Linked DNA regions of Mus musculus: all the other regions are linked to region 1. A link is a contact called in public HiChIP or PLAC-seq data. All regions are on one chromosome and are shown on one strand. The core of a region is the stretch at or near the end of the contact, and the rest is flanking DNA. Distances in the headings are between cores, read along the strand shown.

Region 1 (2,841 bases), core at 107-2,606:
CACGCTCTGCCCTGCCCCAATCCCAGCCCCAGAGGGCTTTCTTGGACCTCCTTCTCTGGGGCCACTTCATGAATAAGCTGAAGTTGGAATGCCCTCCTGAGGTGGATGTATAAAAACCAGCAGCAGCCTGAGAGCCAAGGTAGAAGGCAGACATGTTCCCAAGCGAGCGATCTCAATAGAGAAAAGCTTCTTTGATCTTCTGGAAACTTCCTGAAGCCTGTGCTGAATATTTGTTTGTTTTGTGGCAACTGAACTTTTTTTTTTTTTTTTTTTTTTTTTTTTTTTTTTGGCTCTTTAGTGCATGGCTGTCTGTTTCTCTGTGTAAAAGGAAAATGTGTTTTTTCAGTAATGATACTCACTCTCAGAACCCCAGCACCCACTTCTAAAGATGATTTTCATCATTGAGATAAAGCTTTTGCTAACTCCTGGAACCCAAAAAGATCAAAGCTGTGGCTGGTGCCAGTGGCTGGAGCTCACCTCCCAGAGCCTGACTGTGGTGCATGCACACACCTCAAAATGTGTGACCAGAAACTTCTAGGTTTAGTTTATGCTCTGGAGACTAAATCCCAGATGGGAGAGGATATGCATAATGCCAATATATACAATCACGTGTAAATGTCAAAAACAACAACAACAAACCCATCTGTTGGCCAAAGTCTGTGTCAAGGTGAATCTGCTACCTCAGTGCCTTTGATGGGGGTGGGGGAACTGGTTCAAAGAGCCAGTCCAAGGCAGGGGGAAATGCCCAGGGGCAAGATGGGGGATCTGTGTCAGGAGAGATCAGATCTCCTACAGAAGGTAGAGGGTAGTTTTAAAGTCTTTCCTCTTGGCCTCCTTTCTGGTAGATGTATATCAACCCCGTAAAAGCAGCATACAGCGTCAGGCTGGTTGACAACGTCTAAAACAGAATGTTCTGAAGTTGGGAGAGTCACACATGGCATGTCAGGGCTAAGGTGCTTGGCAGAGTTTTCAGTTACACAGAAAGTGGTTTGCTTTGCTTTGGTTGTATGCCCCACCCCCATAGTGTGTAAGTCTCTGGGGTCTCTAGCTTTCTGTTGTGTCTGACCCCCTCAAAGTGTAGACACTGCAATAAAAGCTAAGATATCTCTCTCTCTCTCTCTCTCTCTCTCTCTCTCTCTCTCTCTCTCTCTCTCTCTCTCTCTCTCTCTCTCTCTCTTCCCGTGGCTTGTGAGCACAGGAGGGAAGTGTCACGTGTTAGGAGCAAGAATTTTGTGTGCCAGTGATCTTTTTTTTTTCCTGGAAGCAACTGGAAACCAACTTAGTGACACTTAAGTCCTTCACCTGCTCCACGACTGTAGCCAGTGTGTGTGAGTCAGAATGGTACCAACAGAGCTCTTGGCTGAACAGCCATAAGAGTTGCAGGCTCCGACTTGGAGTGGGAAATGGTGTACCATGTTCAGAGTCATGGCAACGTGAACTTGGCAGTCCCGTTTGCTTCTGAGATTACAAGCATTTGCTGGCCAAAAGCACCTGTGATGGCTTTGACCTCAGAGTGGGATGCAGATTGAGAAAGCATTCTTCGGGAGTTGGCAACAGGCTTGTGCCCTGCTACCAGCTGCAAGGTTAAGCGGTAAGTGTGTGGTAGAGTTACCTTGCTTGGCTCCTCTGCCTCTGTGTGCTCAGCACAACTACACCAGGGATTGATTGCTGGGAGTCTCTTCCCTCTGCCACCTAAAGAGTCGGGATGCCTACAGAGTGTAAAGGATGGATAGGCCTTTGTTTTCATCATCAGACTAGGCTAATTATAAATAAAAATAAGAGCCTTTTCCAAGGTAAATGGGGACAGATTCTCTTCCTGGGAAGGCTGGTTTTTAGGAGATGGATATGGTCAGATTTCATGACAAACATGCTTTAACATGTGTGCCCTTCTTAGAATATGCTGCATTTGTCCCCCTCATGAGTTATGACAACCTGTTTTCTGTGCTTACTCTGTAAGGTGGCTTTTCCCACCTCAGTCCTTCTGCACAAACGTTTACACAGGGCACACAAAAGATCAGTTACCATGCTTTCCCATAATTAAAAAATATGAACTTAAGCCCAATATTTTGCTAGCCAGATTTGCAAAGAAAATGATCTATGTACACCAAAGGCTTGAATTTCCCTGCCAAGCCTGGTGACCTGACTTGGATCTCTAAGACCCACATCACGGGAGGAATTCTGAAAGTTGTCCTCTAATTACCACACAAATACCTATTGTGGTGTGTATACATGCACACGTGCACGCGCGCGCACACACACACTAAATTAATCTAAAAAAGAAATCATAAAAATTAAGAACAAAATGAAGTTAAGAAATGATATAATCTAAGCATCTCTACTAAGCCCAAAGCCCAAAACCTCTGGAGCACAGCCTGCCACATCTAGAATGTTCTACACCTGACCTCATTGAGATAGAAAGGCAGGCACATTTTAAAAATTGCTGTATAGAATTACCTATTTATAAGTATATGCAAATATGCCCAAAATATCAGAAATCCTGCACACTCCTGATTGCCTGCATTTCAGATAAAGCCTCCGCAGCCTGAGATGAAGGCTCCTCTGACCCCCGTCAAAGTTCACAGTGAGTTCTACTGAGGCCAGGAGGCCTGAATGTTTTCACGTGTTTAAAGCGGAGTGGAAGGAACTAGGGGCAGGGGCAAGGACAGGAGGCTCCTTGGAGTGGTGCTGGCCAGCTGAATCACTGAGCTCCCGGCTCAGTGAAAGACTCCATCTCAAACGTATGGTGGTAAGTGACGGAGAAAGGCACCCAGTGTCAGCTTCTGGCCTCCATGTGCATGCTCACTCGTGGGCACGCACACTCAGATACTATTACACAAAAAG
Region 2 (2,841 bases), core at 178-2,677, 200 kb before region 1:
TTCTGGCTGAAAAAAAAGCCAGTACTTTCTTTCCTGTCCTATTTGAAGTAAAAAGTAGTTTCCAGGATCTGTAGTCTTTAAACTTAGCCCTTAGATCATCCAATTTTACATAGATGTTCAAACCTGCATCAGGGACTTTTCTAAACTCAGTTTTGTCCTGTTATTGTGACAACTAAATACTTTTCTACAAGAAAGAAAGAAAGAAAGAAAGAGAGAGAGAGAGAGATAGGGAAGGAAGGAAGAACGAAAGAACGAACGAAAGAACGAACGAACGAAAGAACGAAAGAAAGAAAGAAAGAAAGAGAGAGAGAGAGAGAGAGAGAGAGAGAGAAAGAAAGAAAGAAAGAAAAAGAAAAAGAAAAAGAAAAAGAAAAAGAAAAAGAAAAAGAAAAAGAAAAAGAAAAAGAAAAAGAAAAAGAAAAAGAAAAAGAAAAAGAAAATACACTGATTCTCTAAATCAGTGATGAATGTCATCCTCCCCTCAGGAAATTCTGTTGAGGAGATCTGGACCCAGACCTCAAATCATAGCAGGTAACTGGCTAATCTAAGGCAGGCCTTCACAAAGAGGGTGGCATTGAGTGTCACAGATGAGAGAGAAGAATCCCTTGTGTCGTAAGAGGTGTTGGAAGGCTTTCCCCTGGAGACATGAGGTGTATGGTGACAGTAGCCATGGTGTCAGATGAATGTCAGGAAGGTGGTTTCTCACCGTATTTATTCATCTACTGACTTCATCTTAGCCCCAGCTTTAATCTGTGCTTTTCAGACCTATCAAAAGCTGGTGACCAACCAGTCATGTTCCATTTGCCCTCTTAACAAACAGTAGAGAACCATCCACTGTTGTTGCTAACACTTTTAACTCCAGGGTCTTTATCACACTTACCAATTGGCTATATAAAGAATTGCTCCCAAAAGCTGCCCTTAGTGTGGACTTAGTTCAGTTTAATACAAAAATGACTTTTGGTTGGTTAGTTGGTTGGTATCTCTTTAGGATTTACTTATTTTTTATTAATTAATGTGTAGGTGTTCATATCTGAATCTGGGCATGTGTACATGAGTATAAGTATCCTCAGAGACCAGAGGCATCAGATCCCCCTGAAACTGGAATTATAGGCAGTTGTGAGTTGCCCAACATGGATGCTAGAACTGAACTCTGCTCCCCTGGAAGAGTAGTACTCTGTCGTAACCACAAAGCTATCTCTCAGCTCTGGCCAGTTTGTTTTGACAGAGGGTCTCTATGTGTAGCCCAGTTGGCTTTGAGCTTGCAATATATCATCCTGTCCCAGGCTTCCAAGGGCTAGATTACAGCCATGTGCTACCATGCCCAGATTTTTTTTTAAGTTCAAACAATAAAGCATAACGCAGCAGGCATGTGATTCCCTGGACTCAGAATCAAATTCTCTCTGTACGATGGAAGTCTCATAATAGAGTAAAGGAAATGAAGCAGAACATAGCTGCTCCTGTGTCTACTGTCAGCTTCCCTTATATGATGCAAACTCTGACCAGTTGACCAGGTGGGCAATGAAGCCTTGCTAAATCTCACAGCAGCATGACGATTTGAATCCCATTAATGGACAGCTTTGAGAAGAGAAGAAGTATTGGTCCCTAGATGCCATAGGAAAAGCATCTCCCATGTTCTTAGCTCAGCTTCATAGCACAAAGAACAGCAGCCGGGGGAGTGAATCAGAGGTTCTGTAGGCGCCTATACAGTCTGTCTTGTGGTTTCCATATGACCATAAAAGGTGATTCTAAGCTTGAGCTGCCCTGCTAAAGCAACTCTCTCTGGTTTACAACCTGAAAAGCCAGGAGACATCTCACCCCTTTGATATGGGGTGCTCTGGGAAACCTGACAGACTACATACAGCTCCTCTGCATCTTACCCCATAGCTGTGCCTAGCAGCAAGATAAGTGCAGACTAATAAAGCAGACAGGGTCAAGTGCACCATCCTTGTGGTCAGCCACAGAGAAAAACATAATCTTCAACTCGCCCCCAGACTCCACGCCTGAGTCAGCCTTTCTAGGTTATTGCATGATACTCAGATTGCTACCAACATCATGTCTAGACCCGTCTCCCAGGGTCAGACATGGAGCTGAGTGCTACACTTGGTGATCCTCAGTTTGGAACGGTCGCTGATGCTGTACTTAGTTTCCTTTCAGGGGAGAGTAGACAAATTGTCTTCCTTTGCTTCCTATTGTTGTGATAAACACTAGGGCCAATGAGGGGAGGGAAGGGTTTATTTGGCTTGCATTTCAAAATTACAGCCAACCATAGAGGGAAGCAGAGACAGGAACTTAAGGAGAACAGGAACCTGGAAGCAGGAACTGAAGCAGAAGCCACAGAGAGGTGCTGCTTATGGGCTTGTTTTTCCTACCTTGCTCAGTTTGCTATCCTACACATCCCAGGACCGTCTATTGTGGAATGGCACTGCCCACAGTGAGCTAGATTCTCCCGCATCAATTAATCGAGAAAATGCCCTTCAGTCTTGCCTACAGGCTAATCAGATAGAAACACTTTCTTATTTGAGATTCCCTTTTCCCAGATAACTCTAGCTTATATCAAATTGAAAAAAAAAATTAACCAGCATATGCATAGTTTGAACTACCAAAGGATTATTCTTTCATTATCTTTTTTTTTTAATTTATAGTTATTTATTTTTTAGATTTTATGTGTATGGATGGGTGTTTTGCCTACATGTATATCTGTGCACTGTGCTCCTGAGGCCTGGAGAAGCCAGAAGAGGCTATCGGATCCCCTGGAACTGGAGTTATAAATGCTCTGAGTCACTGTGTGAGTGCTGGAAATCTAATCGAGGCCCTCTGGAAAAGCAGTTAGTGGTCTTAACC
Region 3 (2,841 bases), core at 174-2,673, 160 kb before region 1:
TTAACCTTCTCCTTAAAGACACAAGTACAAGCTGTAGATCCAACCACACATCTGACAGAGCTGTACTGGAGGGATGTGGAGAGAGGAAAGAGGGCCAGAAATGTCCATCAAAGTACTGAAGGTGGGACTATCGAACAGAGAGACTGTGGATGGTCAGTAGACAAAGCCTAAAACAGAAGAGTCAAGAGGTAGCTGCCAAAGCTTGTTATTTAAAGATGTGAAGGTAAATACCAGGAGCTTCTGCTGAGGGAAGGGAGAAGACCTTGCCCTAGGGGCATGGGAAATGCAGACAAGGGCTGTGAGTTTGTCTATAGAGCTTTGTGGAACTGTCTCTTCACATTAGCATGGGGTTATGGCTTTGAAAACTGAAGGTATTTTTTTTAAAGCACTGAAGCTAGGGAAGATAGCTCAGTTGGTAAAGTGTTTCCGTGCTATGTAAACATAAGGACTTGTGTTCAGATCTCTGGCACCCATGTAAAACTGGGCATAGTGGCACACATCTGTAATCCCAGCACTGGGGAGGTGAAACGAGCTGATTCCCTGGAGCTGAGTGGCCAGGCAACACAGACATATTGATTTGCTTCAGTGGGAGACCCTGTTTCAAAAAATAAGGTAAAGAGCTTTTGAGGAAGATATCCAATATCAATAACTGGTCTCCATATCACAAGTACATGAGTATTCACCAATCATACACATGAATGCATCCCCACAATATAGTCACACGCACTTGCGTGTGCACACAGACACACACACACATTGCAGAATTCAACTTGTGAGGTATCTCTGTTGCTAGAATGTTTTCTTAGCCTTCACAAAGACTTAGATTTGGTATCTAACAATGCAAAAATCAGAGCACAGTGGTTCACATTTATAATCCCAGCACCTGAGAGCTAGAAGCAGGAGAAGAAGGAGTTTGACATCATCCTCCATTACATAGCAAATTTCAGCTCTGCCTGGGCTACCACAGACCTTGCCATAAAAAATAGTAATTAAAATAAAGGCACAGACCTAGGAGGAACCACACCCATTTCAACAAGTAGTGGCCACTCAGGCCACTGGTACAGGCAATTTCCTACCTAAACCTTGGGTTAGCTTTGTCATTCCAAGGTTTGGGATTATTTCTAGAATTCAGAAATGGCACTGGACACACTCTTGCTAAAGGAGTCCTCACTAGATGTTAAGTGGTGTGTCCGTAGTCTTCTCAGCTCAGGTAGGAAAGAATCCATCTGAAAGGCAGAGCCCCTCATGCTGACACCACTCTCTCCTTGACACCTTTAAGCCTAAACTTCTCTCCTTTAGCTCATGAGGTGTGCTCTGAATAAGGAGGGCTGTGGGACAAGGGAGGAACTCAGGTCCTAGTGCTGCTGTCACCTGCTGATCCCTAGAGCATTGTGGTTTCCCCCAAGTCTTCAAAATGAGCATGACAGTGCCTTTGCAACGTTATTATGGGACTCACTGGTAAGAATACAGATGAAACCACAGATGCTAGTCATAACCTCCAGATAACCAAAGATCTTCTCATTATCATGCCAACTCCCTGGGAGCAAAGACAGGAAACATCATTTAGAAGCTCCCATTTAGTGACACTGATGGGTGTTATGAGTTGGGTTGAAAGAGGCCTTTAAGAAAACACATCAGCAGTGTTTGGTCCACATCATTCTGGCCTGGCTTCGTTGCTGCTGCTGCTGCTGCTGCTGCTGTACTTGGGTGTCAGGACATCCTCCTCACAGAGTCAATTCTGCAGTGGATGCTTGTGCTCAGGATCATTGCCAGCCACCGAGTGTATAGTTTCCTCTGCCCTAAAGAAATTTTTTTCAGCCCTCACTTATTTTTCCCTCTTGGGCTTTTACCAAAAAATCAAAAGCAGTGGAGTTAGATGACTTCTGACAGATCCAACTTCCCCACTGGAAAGTATGTTTCAAAGCAACATGTCACAGCCCAAAACATTTATTAGAAATGCAGAGAAATTAGCTAGAGCATCCAGGAGGGAGGTGTTACAGCAGTCTCCAGCGTCTCCAACCCTCCCTGGCTGGGCCTGGAGGAAGAGGGGCCTTAGAGAGAGAGAAGGCTGCACCCAAGGAAAATGTTCCTGGACCCCTGAAACTCAAACCTCCATCACTTGTGTTAACATTTTAGTTTGAGCAGTGGGTACCACAAAAGATACCACATTATAGAAATATCAAGAGGCTTTTAGAAGGCATCCATGCATACACTTGACAGAACTGTATGCTGGCTCTTGGGAATCTAATTTGCCTTATCCATTCACTGGCAAAATCAGAGCTAGAATTCAAGCCCCTCATATCCATCCATCTTAATGCTATGCTATGAACTGATGAGGTGGCTCAGAGAGCCAAGATGATAGCTAGTCAGTCCTGACAACCTAAGTTCGATCCCCAGGACCCACATAAAGGTGGAGGGAAAGTCCCACAACATTGTCCTCTGATTCCCACAAATGTGCCCTGGCACATACACATACACATACACATACACACTCTGCTATGAAATACAATACTACAATACAGCTGGCCAGAATAAGAGAAGATTATTGGGTTCTCGAATGCTTACTAATGTACAAGACTTGCCATATAATTCCATATTAATAACACAATTTAATAACAGCCATCATAGCTTAAGTATTAATAAATGTCTATATATCTAACATACTCAAAAATCTTACAACTCAATGAGTTGAGGCTAATTATTGATCTACATTATAGCAGAGACATTAAGTAACCCTCAAGACTTCATGCCCAGTAAAAGCAGTCTCTTCTGGTCCCTACTTCCCCCTCTGGCTAGATACACGTCCTAAGCCCAGAGGTGGAAGCCCTGGCTTTCAGTTGC
Region 4 (2,841 bases), core at 135-2,634, 140 kb before region 1:
AGAGAGAGGGACATAGAGACAAAGAGACATAGAGACAAAGACAGGGTCAGAGTCAGGGAGACAGAGAGACGGGGAGGAGGACGGGGAGAGAGGGAGATTAGAGCTGATCAGTAGCAACACTAGGGCAGTTTGTGTAGCTTTTTGCTTGTCAGATGGTTTCATTAGTATAAATCCCCAAGAGAGGGATTACTGAGTCAGGGTGAAGTGCATCTTCTGATTCCTGTTACAAAGCACGGGTGTTTCTTTAGTGAGGAATTATGCTGATTTACAGCCTAAGTCTCTCAGGTTCAGTGCAGCCTGACCAGCATCAAGAATATTAGTTTGTAAGACAAAAATGAAAAGACCCCTCTGAGGTTGCGTTAATTTTCATTTTTATTACTAGCTGGAATGAGCATTTCCTTACAAGTTCTCTCGTCTAGGGCCACTCATGAGCAATGTTTTAGGGCCACGTTTGTGGGACAGATGCAGAAAGGGAAACGTCTCTTCCCTTGGCTGGGAAGGTGGGTGGCAGCTGTGGAGGAGTGCCTACCGTCTCCATTGAAAGTGATTAAAGTGATTTCTGTGACAAGGAGTATCTGTACGGCCATCCTGCCAGTTAAAAACAAATAGATGACTGTCACTCTTGTGACCCAAAGAGACAGACCTTCAAAGTAAAGGACCCCGTTGAGGACACATTGTTATTATTTTTGTTGTCCTTATTGAAAGGTTTGGAAGGAGCTGGCGGGAGTCTTGGGCCGAGGTGCTTCCATCTTTCAGTCATCCCCAGGGAGGCTTCCGATGGCAAAGCCTGGCTGCAAAATGCATGACGGTGCCTGTCTTCAACCCTGGACTTCATCCATCTTGACTTTCCTAAGTCCCTAACCATTGGTCTTCCGAAGACTTGCAGAAGGGGTGCGGGTGGGGTGTTTCGATTTGGTTTGTTTTGAGATAGGGTCTCATGTAACTAAGGCTGGCTTCAAACCTGCTGTGTAGTCAAGGATGACCTTAAACGTCTGATCTCCTGCCTCTGGTCTCTTGGTATTATGACCACCACTCTGCCCTGTTCTATGTAATGCTGGGTATGGAACCCAGGGTTCCATACATGCTGGGCAAACATTCCACCAACTGAACTATTTTGCTAGAAGAGGGCTTGTTTTAAGGTTTAATAAAGTTGGGCCTGGAAGTCCCAGCTTGGTTCCCTCTGCTGGCTTCCCCTACTGTGCAAGGGAGGACTTGAAAACTGTGGAATGAAATAGGAAGCGCCTGGCTCTAGGCTCTCAAGACAGCAAGCTTTCTCTGTCTAGTTTCTTATCACAATGCTAATAAGGCCTTTCCTGCTCCTTTCTGTCCCTTCCCCCGCCAGGGAGGCAGGCAGCCAGAGCTTATATAACTGACTTGACACCAAGGCCAAGTCGCTGGCTTGCTCAGCCTACAGAGCTGTGGAAAGCTACTTTCGTTCTCCCTCCCTCCACTTGCCTGGGAGGAGCTCATGCTGACCCGAGTCACGAAATCCACTCCACTGGACTCTGTGGGCCTCTCCAAGCTGAAGAGACACCTTAGAAACACCGGGGAACTGGCCAGGCACAGTCCTGCCTCCTTTAGGCGGAGGGGAAATCAAGCCAAGGGCTCAGTAGGTGCCAATGAAGTCCTAGCTGAAGCAGACAAAACCTCAACTGCTTGTGTTTTCTCTCCCCCCCCCCGCCCCCCATGGGTGTGGTTTTAAAGATGCATGCAAGCCAGAAATGCTACCCTGGCTGCTGGGAGATGCAAGTCCAAGGGAGTCCCCAACCTCAAAGTTGACAGTTACAAACATGCTGCGTTCACACTCATCTGGAACAGTGCTGATCTAGGCGAAGAAAAAGCTGTGTTCACCTCTCCCGATTACACTCCATCACAACCAGCCAGCCTGAGAACCCCACATCCAGAGCAAACATCCCACCACACACACACTCACCCGCTTCACCACCAGATTGTCTATAACACCAGAGCATGGTGGGATGTAAATTCGGCCTGCTGAATCCAAAAGACCCAGCTGTCCTCTTTACTAGTTTTGTAACTTGTTTCTGTATATGCTTATGCATTGTGAATATGTATGTTTGCCACGGGGTGGGTGGTGGTTAATATGCACATACATGCAGGTGTGCATATGCATGGAGCCCAGAGGTTGATGTTATCAGAGTCTTCCTCAATCACTCTCTACTTTCTTTACTAAAGCAGGCCCCTTACTGAAGCTGGATCAGGCTGATCTAGCTCTAAGTTTTGGGGGATGGGGAAGACCATCCCCCAAAACTAACCTAACCCAATCAAGGCTCCCTAACCTTGAATTGACAGATGGCCCACCACTCCTGTCCGGCTTTGACGAGGGTGCTGGGGATCTAAACTGCCCCGGTCCTCTTGACTATGTGGGGAAATAGTTTACTCCCTGAGTCATTTTCCTAGCCCCCTAGTTTTATAACTTTTGAGAAGTGACTTAATCTTTCTCAGATTAAAGTGCTTCATCTGTGAAATGGTCACAATGAGAGAACCAAACTAATAAGACATTGGGGAAATTGGGGAATGTCCAGTGGGTTATAAAACAGAAAGCCTTTGCGGGATTGCATGACCTGTGTTAGATGCAAATCAAAAATCTCTATTTTTTTTTCTTCCTGTCTCTTAAACCTTTCTAACCTAGGCCAAGTGGCATCTGCCTTTAGGGACAACAACATCTGTCATCATTGTTAGCTGGCAGTTCCCTCAGCGAAGTCGCCTCGCTGAATTCAGACTATGTTCCCTGGAAGTATATAATCCACAAAGCAGCATCATTTTTATTTTTTTGTGTTTCAATTTTTTTTTCCATTTTCAGTTATTTTGAGGTCCTCGTTC

Evidence for each region. HiChIP or PLAC-seq counts read pairs in DNA pulled down with a chosen protein or histone mark.
Region 2: a contact with region 1 is called in an H3K4me3 HiChIP or PLAC-seq map of the SCID.adh cell line, with 8 read pairs. The contact joins two enhancer-like sites. A contact is called at or near these places in 1 of 484 Hi-C or Micro-C datasets (nephron progenitors) and 2 of 115 datasets of contacts at active chromatin or transcription factors (the SCID.adh cell line and memory CD8 T cells).
Region 3: a contact with region 1 is called in an H3K4me3 HiChIP or PLAC-seq map of the SCID.adh cell line, with 11 read pairs. The contact joins two enhancer-like sites. A contact is called at or near these places in 2 of 484 Hi-C or Micro-C datasets (epidermal suprabasal cells and nephron progenitors) and 2 of 115 datasets of contacts at active chromatin or transcription factors (the SCID.adh cell line and double positive thymocytes).
Region 4: an H3K4me3 HiChIP or PLAC-seq map of the SCID.adh cell line shows a contact between it and region 1, with 26 read pairs. The contact joins two enhancer-like sites. A contact is called at or near these places in 2 of 484 Hi-C or Micro-C datasets (cerebral cortex and epidermal suprabasal cells) and 2 of 115 datasets of contacts at active chromatin or transcription factors (the SCID.adh cell line and fibro-adipogenic progenitors).

Annotation. Positions count from the first base shown.
Region 1 is chr9:69,226,570-69,229,410 of GRCm38.p6, forward strand. The region is part of intron 2 of Rora (RAR-related orphan receptor alpha); the gene reads left to right. Among named protein-coding and RNA genes, the nearest start is that of Gm46153, 78 kb to the right of the region's middle. Within about 2 kb of position 1,357, at least 19 of the 459 cell types and tissues checked have an H3K27ac peak or open chromatin away from gene starts, as enhancers often do. A contact at or near this core is called in the SCID.adh cell line, where this site is marked.
Region 2 is chr9:69,021,769-69,024,609 of GRCm38.p6, forward strand. The region is part of intron 1 of Rora (RAR-related orphan receptor alpha); the gene reads left to right. Among named protein-coding and RNA genes, the nearest start is that of Gm31262, 200 kb to the left of the region's middle. Within about 2 kb of position 1,428, at least 15 of the 459 cell types and tissues checked have an H3K27ac peak or open chromatin away from gene starts, as enhancers often do. A contact at or near this core is called in the SCID.adh cell line, where this site is marked.
Region 3 is chr9:69,064,573-69,067,413 of GRCm38.p6, forward strand. The region is part of intron 1 of Rora (RAR-related orphan receptor alpha); the gene reads left to right. Among named protein-coding and RNA genes, the nearest start is that of Gm46153, 240 kb to the right of the region's middle. Within about 2 kb of position 1,424, at least 4 of the 459 cell types and tissues checked have an H3K27ac peak or open chromatin away from gene starts, as enhancers often do. A contact at or near this core is called in the SCID.adh cell line, where this site is marked.
Region 4 is chr9:69,090,922-69,093,762 of GRCm38.p6, forward strand. All of the region lies in intron 1 of Rora (RAR-related orphan receptor alpha), which reads left to right. Among named protein-coding and RNA genes, the nearest start is that of Gm46153, 210 kb to the right of the region's middle. Within about 2 kb of position 1,385, at least 111 of the 459 cell types and tissues checked have an H3K27ac peak or open chromatin away from gene starts, as enhancers often do. A contact at or near this core is called in the SCID.adh cell line, where this site is marked.